Linked DNA regions of Oryctolagus cuniculus: region 1 is linked to region 2. Evidence: chromatin contacts called from public Hi-C data. All regions are on one chromosome and are shown on one strand. Each heading gives the region's core, a stretch centred on a gene start, on an enhancer-like site or on the middle of the called end of the contact. The rest is flanking DNA. Distances are from core to core; before and after follow the strand shown.

Region 1 (3,836 bases), core at 588-3,087, 980 kb after region 2:
TTTAAACAATTAAAATGTCCAAATCTTATTAATTTTCTTCTTTCCACGTTTGCAACTGTCCTAATCTCAGCTGCAGAAACAAAATTCAGCAAGAAGCCGCTCCTTGAAAATTATTGGCAAATTCTCAGCTTATAAACAATGGACATTTTGATTGCCATGTTTATCTCGATAAATACTGTACAAAAGTTGCTTGCAAATATTAAAACTTTTTTTTTCGTCGCTTGGAGACTAGCTCTAAATATTATTGGTAAAGACTTTTGCAAACTTCCTGCAAAGCTCCTACCGTACCACTAGAACTTTTAAAAAGTTTTTTTGTAGCTTTCTTTTCCTCCAGATCTATACAAGGTCCCTTCCCCCGCCCTCCCCACCCCTCCTCCCCCCTCCCACGGTTTTCTCTGTACAAAAATAGTCCCCCAAAAAGAAGTCCAGGATCTCTCATAAAAGTTTTCTCGTCGGCATCGCGGATTTGGCGTGAGTGTGGATGGGATTGGTGGTCTCTCCCCTGCAGCTGTCATTTGCTGTGGGTGATAAAAGATTTTTCTTTTCTTTTCTTTTTTCCTTTCTGTCCTTCTTCTTTTCTTTTTTAGCGTACCGGGTATTTTTCGCCATGCTGTTCTCACTCTCCTTGTGCACCTCTCCCCATTTCCCTTGTCTCTGCGACACCCACTTCCCCCCTCCTGCAGTCCGCCGTCCGGCCCCCCTCACATGTGCGAGAGGGGCAGTGTGCCGTTAATGGCCGTGCCAGGCACCGGGCCGCTCTGGTAGTGCTGGGACATGTGGAGTCTGCTGGGGGCGGCGGGCTCGGGCACTTCGGCGCCGGGGAGGTACATGCTGATCATGTCCCGGAGGTCCCCGGCCTGGCAGGGCGCCCTGGAGTGGGAGGAAGAGGTAACCACGGGGGGGCTGGAGCTGGCCTCGGACTTGACCACCGAGCCCATGGAGCCGAGCGCCATGCCGGGGGTGCCCTGCTGCGAGTAGGACATGCTGTAGGTGGGAGAGCCGTTCATGTAGGTCTGCGAGCTGCTCATGGAGTTGTACTGCAGCGCGCTCACGTCGTAGCGGTGCATGGGCTGCATCTGCGCGGCGCCGTGCGCGTTGAGGCCCGGGTGCTGCGGGTAGCCCAGCTGGTCCTGCATCATGCTGTAGCTGCCGTTGCTCCAGCCGTTCATGTGCGCGTAGCTGTCCATGCGCTGGTTCACGCCCGCGCCCAGGCCGGCGCCCACCCCGACCCCGCTCGCCATGCTGTTGCCGCCGGGGGCCAGCAGCCCGCCGGGCAGCGTGTACTTATCCTTCTTCATGAGCGTCTTGGTTTTCCGCCGGGGCCGGTATTTATAATCCGGGTGCTCCTTCATGTGCAGCGCTCGCAGCCGCTTGGCCTCGTCGATGAACGGCCGCTTCTCCGTCTCCGACAAAAGTTTCCACTCGGCGCCCAGACGCTTGCTGATCTCCGAGTTGTGCATCTTGGGGTTCTCCTGGGCCATCTTGCGCCGCTGCCCGCGGGACCACACCATGAAGGCGTTCATGGGCCGCTTGACGCGGTCCGGGCTGTTCTTCTGGTTGCCGCCCGCCGCCGCCGCCGCGCCGTTGCCGCCGCCGCCACCGCCACCGCCGCCGCCGCCGCCGCCGCCGCCCCCCGAAGTCTGCTGCGGGCCCGGCGGCTTCAGCTCGGTCTCCATCATGTTGTACATGCGGGCGCTGTGCGCGGGCCCGGCCCGCCGGCGGCCGCCGACCCTCGGCGCGGCTGGGACTCGGGGGCCCGCGGGCGGGGGCGAGAGGAGGAGGGGAGGCGGGCGGGGGTGCCGCGAGCGCGGAGACCGGACGGAGAGCAATTCGGGGGAAGAGAAGGGAGAGAGAGGGAGAGAGGGAGAGGGAGAGAGGGAGAGAGGGAGGCGAACTGGAATCGGGATCAAAAAAGCAGCGCTTCCCTCCGCCTCCGGCCGATGCCGCCGCCGCCGCCGCCGATTGTTATTATTATTATTATTATTTTTTGGAAAGGCTTAAGTCTGGGGCTCAAACTTCTCTGCCTTTTCTTTTCGCTCTCCTCTTCTTTCTCTCGGTCCCGGTCTTAAAGAGGCAGCAAACTACTTTCCCCCTTTTGCAAACACTCTCTTCTCTGCCTTGACAACTCCTGATACTTTTTTGAACAAGTTAATAGACAACCGTCCATGTGACGGGGGCTGTCAGGGAATAAATGGGTTTCTCGCGACCAATCAGCGCGCGGCGGCTCCTCCACTCGGGCCCGGCCTCGCCGCCGGCTTTTGCATGAAAGGGGGCGGGGCCTGCGGCGCCGGCGGCCGCGCGGGGGAGCGGGCGGGCGCGGGGGCGGGCGCGGCGCGCGCGCGCGCGGCGGGCGGGGGACGCGGCTCCCCGCGCTGGGCCGCCGGCCGCCGCGGAACCTTTGTATGCCCGCTCGCAGCAACAGGTCACGCCACACGCCGGTTCGAAGCCAGTGGGGGAAAAGGCGCGGAGACGGCGTGGGGGGTGCACACCGGCCACCCCCCCACACCCCGACACCCGCTTCCTTCTTCTTTTAAACTGATTGACTTTTAGGTGCGGGCGCAGGAACGTGGAGGGGGCGCGGCCCTGTCCCCCTACCCCCCAGCCCTCCCCCTCCCCGCCGCGGCTGCCACTTCTCCCCCCACCCCCCGGCCTCTCTGGCCTGCACAGGTGCCAGCACCCACCCCTCTGGAAGGTCCCAGCTGGAAGTTAGGAGACCTCCCCTCCCGGAAGCCCCGGCCCTCGAACCCTCAAACCAGCCCTGTTCTTGAGCTCCAGCCGCGCGGAGCGGAGGCCAGGCAGCCCCCGGCTCCCAGCGCAGGCCGCTCGGTGCCAAGGAGATGCGCCCCAGCACCCCCCCAAGGGCGGATTTCACTGGTGCCAGCTTCCCCCGGCGGGGCGCGGAGGGCGGGCGCGCGCGAGGGTGGCGGCCACTTCCTGGCCTCCCCCGGCCCTGCTCGGAGGTGGCCTCCGGGCCACGCTCGCGGACTCCCGCCCACGCGGAGTTCCCAGGGCTCGGGGCCCGGGCCGCGCTGGCATCTCCCCCGCCGGCTGCCCTGGGCGGTGGCCGCGCCGCCGAGGGGGGCGCAGGTGCGGGCGGCCGGATGGCGGGGGGGCGGGGGCTCCGGAACCCTGCCCGCCCGGGACCCGAGAGGGTAATTTTAGCCGCTCTGCCATTGTCCCGACGTAAAGATTTCAATAGGTAGGCGCTCAAAGCGGAGAGCCGTGGCAGCACGTCCGTTACAAATAGGTAGTTTTGTTTCTCTTGTTGTCGCTACACGGGGTCGAACAAAGCCCCCGTCTAAGTTTCCTTCCACTCTCTTGTTGGGATCTTTGTGGCTAAAACGCACTTGACGACAAAGGAGGGGTAGAGAAGAAGTAGGAGAGGAACGCAACCCTGGTGCTGTGTCTTGTTTATGAGAGGCTTAAACCACCAGGGCTCCGCACGCTCTCCGCCCCCGACCGACCCTCACGCGCCCTAGGGAGACGCACGCGAGGGTCCCCGCCGGCCGCGCTCCGGGCCTTATCTTTACAGAACTTTGCTGCTTTCTTAACCTCCTTCTGCCCCTCCCCGGCTCCTCCAGCGCCTGCCCTGCCTGGCGTGTCCATGGCTGTCACCCTCGGGCCAAGCACGCCCGCTGCAAGGGTGCGGGGGTGGGGCGGCGGGAAGGAGCCTGCAGACGTGCGTAATACACTATCTCCGGCCGACCTGCCCTCCCCCTCGCGCCCCCAGCCCCCCCACACGTCTCTTTCCCTCCAAAGTTATGGGTCCCTTTGGTTCTTGGAAACTGAACGCAGAAGCTGACACTGGCCTTTTCCAAACGGGCCCCCTAGCCGGT
Region 2 (4,007 bases), core at 841-3,340:
GTAAGGAAACCAAGGCTACAGAGGTGCAGTTGATGAGACAGGAAGTCATCTGCATTTTCAAAAGCAGTTTACGCGTCTTATAGGAGGTTCCCTGCATTTCACTCACTACATCTCGGTATTTAGCCAGCTTTTCTAGTAAACTGGCAATGGGATCCCCCGGATACGGGCCTTTTCAGGATGTGTCTGCTGTGTGAGATGGAGGCACGCCTGTTCAGGGCTTTTGGTGTGCTTAAATGTCTCCTCTGTACTCAGCTTCTGAGGATCTATCTGGTCATGGGCAGCTTTTTATGGAAGATGTCCAAGCTCCTTTCTCCAGCAGCTTGGAGAGTGCAGTCTGGGGTTTGGAGCTGGACATACCTCTGATCAAGCAAACAAAAACAAGTGACCAGGTAGCACCTACACGGTTTCTGAAGAATGCGTACTGAAGTACATTCATAGAGATGTAAACGGTAGCAGGTGCACAGTTACCCACTCGCTCATCGTGGCACAGTGACTTTCTCTCTTGAGAGAGCTTCTGTGCTTAACTCTAGGTTTAGAACCATGTTAAGTGGGGTGCCCTTACATCCCAGTTTCCCAGAATAGTCCTAGTTTGTGCTATAATAACTGGTAGAGGTACCAGTTCCTGCTTAGAAAGTGCATGATTGAAGAGGGGAGACTAGCAGGTGAAGATGCAGAGATCAAATTAATTTAGGAATAAATGGACAGAATTATAGAGTGGATCAGTGTCTGGAAAACTAGGCTAGAGGGTACCATTGTGTAGGGAGAGTTTTTGCTACCATGTATCACATAAATAAAGTTTGAGTTACTTTTCCGCAGTGTAAAGAGGCTACGGCGAAAGCACTGTTTTGACTTTGGAAATGAAGTCCAGCCACAATGCCAGTGGCTAGCGCTGTTATGGATCACTAATACAGGGTCCAGCTCTTTGGAAGCAGAGTAATTAGCTCACCTCTGCCCCTTACTTTCTGCATCTCATCACTCTTTTCTTTCTGACCCCAGACTTGGCCTCAAGCAAATTCTGTAGCAGCCACCGCCAATCGCTGATAGCCAGCCCATGAATCAACACATATTTGAGCTCCTTGACAGTTGTTTCTACCTGCACCTAAAGGTCAGAATGAGGACTAACACAGCTATGTGTTTTGCAAAAAGAATGTTCTCCCCTTTTATCTTCAGCTGGAAAGCTATAGGAGGAGACAAAAGGATTTATTCAGTTTTTAACAAATATTTAAGTTTCATGGAAGAAAAGGAGATTGAACTCACAGGTGTTAATGGAAAAGTGACATCCGACCTCCTAGTGGGCAGAGGTAAACTCAGGAACAAGATAGCTCCCCCCAAACACACACGTGCTAGGAAAGAGCGCTGCAATGGCCACCTTCGGCCACAGAGGGGCGCTCCAAGCCTACCACTGACTACCTCCACCACGCTGATTTTAGCGATCAGTTCTAGAACCGGAGCTTCCAATCTTTTCTCGGTGCCTACGGACTTTAAAGTTTCTAGAATTAAAAGTACGCATTCAGGGCTCGGTGTGAGGCAAAGCCTTTTTGATATCCAACCCTACGGCGTGCCAGCACTGTATTCTAAATGAATTCATATTTTAAAAAAGTAATAGAAATGCGTTCAATTTGAAAACAAATTTCTTCGTCTGGAGCTCTGCTGTTCAAACGATGGAATTATATGGGGTCAAGGTAGTTCTCATTTAAAGCTGAAGTGTGGCTTATCAGAGGCTACCGCTTTCATCATAGAAATTAAAATGAGACCTCGGGCAAACAGAATTTTAGGTAAATGGAGCTGTGTTTCAACGTATTTTCAATATCTTTAGCCCTGCATCTGGAGCCGAAATCTTCCTCCATATTCAAAGGCCCCATTGCACTTCCAAATCCGCAGGGATGGGGGGGTGGGACCACGATGCGTACTTGATGCCAGGGTCGCCCTGATCATTCGTGTTTTAAATGCCAAAACGAAACCATCACAGGGGCGACCCTTCCCTTTCCCAGCAAAGCAAAAAAAAAAAAAAAAAAAAAAAGGCGTTGAAGGCCCGAGGGCTGGAAGGCGGGCCTCCGTGCCGCCCTGCGCTGACCCGGCTCAGCCTGGCCCGGGCGCGGAGCCCGCACGTCTGCGCCCGGCTGGCGAGGGGCGCGCGGGCCGCTCTCCGCTCTCCGCCGCGCGCCGGGGCGAACGGAAGGGGCTAATTGGTTTGCCACGGAGCAGCGGGTTGAAAAGGCAGCGTTCAAAGCCCTGGGGAGCGGCAGCCCAGATTGTGGGCCCGGCCGAGCCGCGGGCTCCGAGGGTCCCCGGGGCGAGAGGGGAAGGGGCGGCCGGCCGGGCCGCGCGCGGGCAGATGGAGCCCGGGCCCCCGCGGCCGGCGCGCGGGGGGCGGCCGCAGCGGCGTCTTCCCCGTCGGTCGGTTCCCGAGAGCTGGAGGAGGAAGCGCTCGGCCTTTCATGTCCAGCGGCGGGTTTCTGCGGTTTCGCACTCCCGGCGGGCGCTGGTGCGACGCGGGGGTTGTGCCGCGTTTGAAGTTCCCCATGTATTATTAAAGAGAAGCGGCACTGATAAGTTCTGAGGACTCAGGGAGCGAAGTCAATATTTACTAAACAAGAACGCGCAGCCATCAAGGAACGGCTCGAACCGGGTTTCTGGATCCCGGCGCGGCCCCCAGGGGAGGTGCGCGCTTCCCTTCGGTCGGTCGGCGCGCGGCCCCGCGGCCCTTCCGCGCCCGGCCGGGGATACCCGGGCCGGGGTGGAACCCGGTGCTCTGGGGCTTAACTCCCTTGAGTCCGTGTTTATCTTAGAAGGACGGGAGTGACTCTAGAGACCAAACTTTGGGTCTTTCTTTTACAAAGAAGCAAGAAAGTAGCATTTTATCGCTGTAGTTTGAGGATGGGTTTGTGTTGCTGCCAACATTTTCTTAGCCCTAGGCTGCTCCCAAATGTACCCGAATTGTGAGCCTTTGGAAGAACGTGCTTATTCATATTTCAAAACATCGTGTTTTACACCATAGCTGTACAACGTGTACATTTGTCAATGAGAAAAGAGACAAAAATATATTTAGAGTTTATTTGGCAATGGATGGGCATGATGGTGTCATTCATCAAAAGCGTTCACGTTAGCTATTTTTTTTGGAAATACAGTGCCAGAGCTCCTGTGTGCTGCTATGTTCCCCCAAATGCTAGCAACAGCCAGGGCTGGGCCTGTGAAGCCGGAGGGAACTCAATCCAGGTAGGCTCGCAGGGAAGGACTTGAGCCATGGGCTCTGCCTCCCAGCAGGAAGCTGAAGTGTGGAGGCAGAGTGAGGAACTCACCCCAGGGACTCTGCTGTGGATATCTCAACCACTAGGCTAACGGCCAGTTCCCCTTCGGTTATTTTATTTTCAAAAGCTTTTATTTATTTTCATCTTATTTTGAAAGTCAGAGAGACAGACAAGGACAGATCTGTGGGCTAGCTTACTCTCCAAATGCCTCCAGCAGCCAGCACTGGGCCAGGCCAAAGCCAGGAGCCAGGAACTCAATCGGGATCTCCCATGTCGGCAGCAGGGACCCAGGCACTTGAGCGATCATCTAGTGCCTTCCAGGATGCGGGGTACCAGGAAGCTGGATCTGCAGCTGAGCAGCCGGGACTTGAAGTAAAGCAAAGTAAACCAGAAGATCAACTCAGCTTGACTAAGCTTCCATATGATAGAAATACGGCTTGATGTAAAGACCTTAAAAATACTCATTTATTTGAAAGGCAGAGAGGGAGAGACAGAGAACTAGAGAGAGAGCTCCTGTCCACAGAGTCGCTCGCCAAATGGCTGCTACAGCTGTGCCGAGCCCTGCTGAAACCAGGAGCCTGGACCTCCCTCCAGGCTCCCACGCGGGTGGAAGGGGCCTAAGCACTTGGGCCATCTTCTGCTTCCCCAGGCACATTAGGAAGGAGTTGGATGCGGGAGATGGGGATGGAGTTCCTGGTTCCTGGCTTTGGCCTGACCCAGCCCTGGGTGTTGTAGCCATTGAGGGATAAATCAGTGGAT

Evidence for each region. A called contact is a pair of places that touch in the nucleus more often than the background predicts.
Region 1: a contact with region 2 is called in a Hi-C map of skin fibroblasts, with 8 times the contacts expected there. The contact joins the promoter of SOX2 here to the enhancer-like site in region 2. A contact is called at or near these places in 4 of 6 Hi-C or Micro-C datasets (ear pinna, embryonic fibroblasts, skin fibroblasts and 1 more).

The regions. Positions count from the first base shown.
Region 1 is chr4:97,881,436-97,885,271 of mOryCun1.1, forward strand. It overlaps SOX2 (SRY-box transcription factor 2), which reads right to left and starts at 1,838. Exons shown (of 1, transcript XM_008266557.4): 1 at 1-1,838. The coding sequence starts at 1,688. The coding sequence ends at 702.
Region 2 is chr4:96,896,426-96,900,432 of mOryCun1.1, forward strand. No RefSeq gene overlaps it. Among named protein-coding and RNA genes, the nearest start is that of ATP11B, 78 kb to the left of the region's middle. Within about 2 kb of position 2,091, at least 2 of the 8 cell types and tissues checked have an H3K27ac peak or open chromatin away from gene starts, as enhancers often do.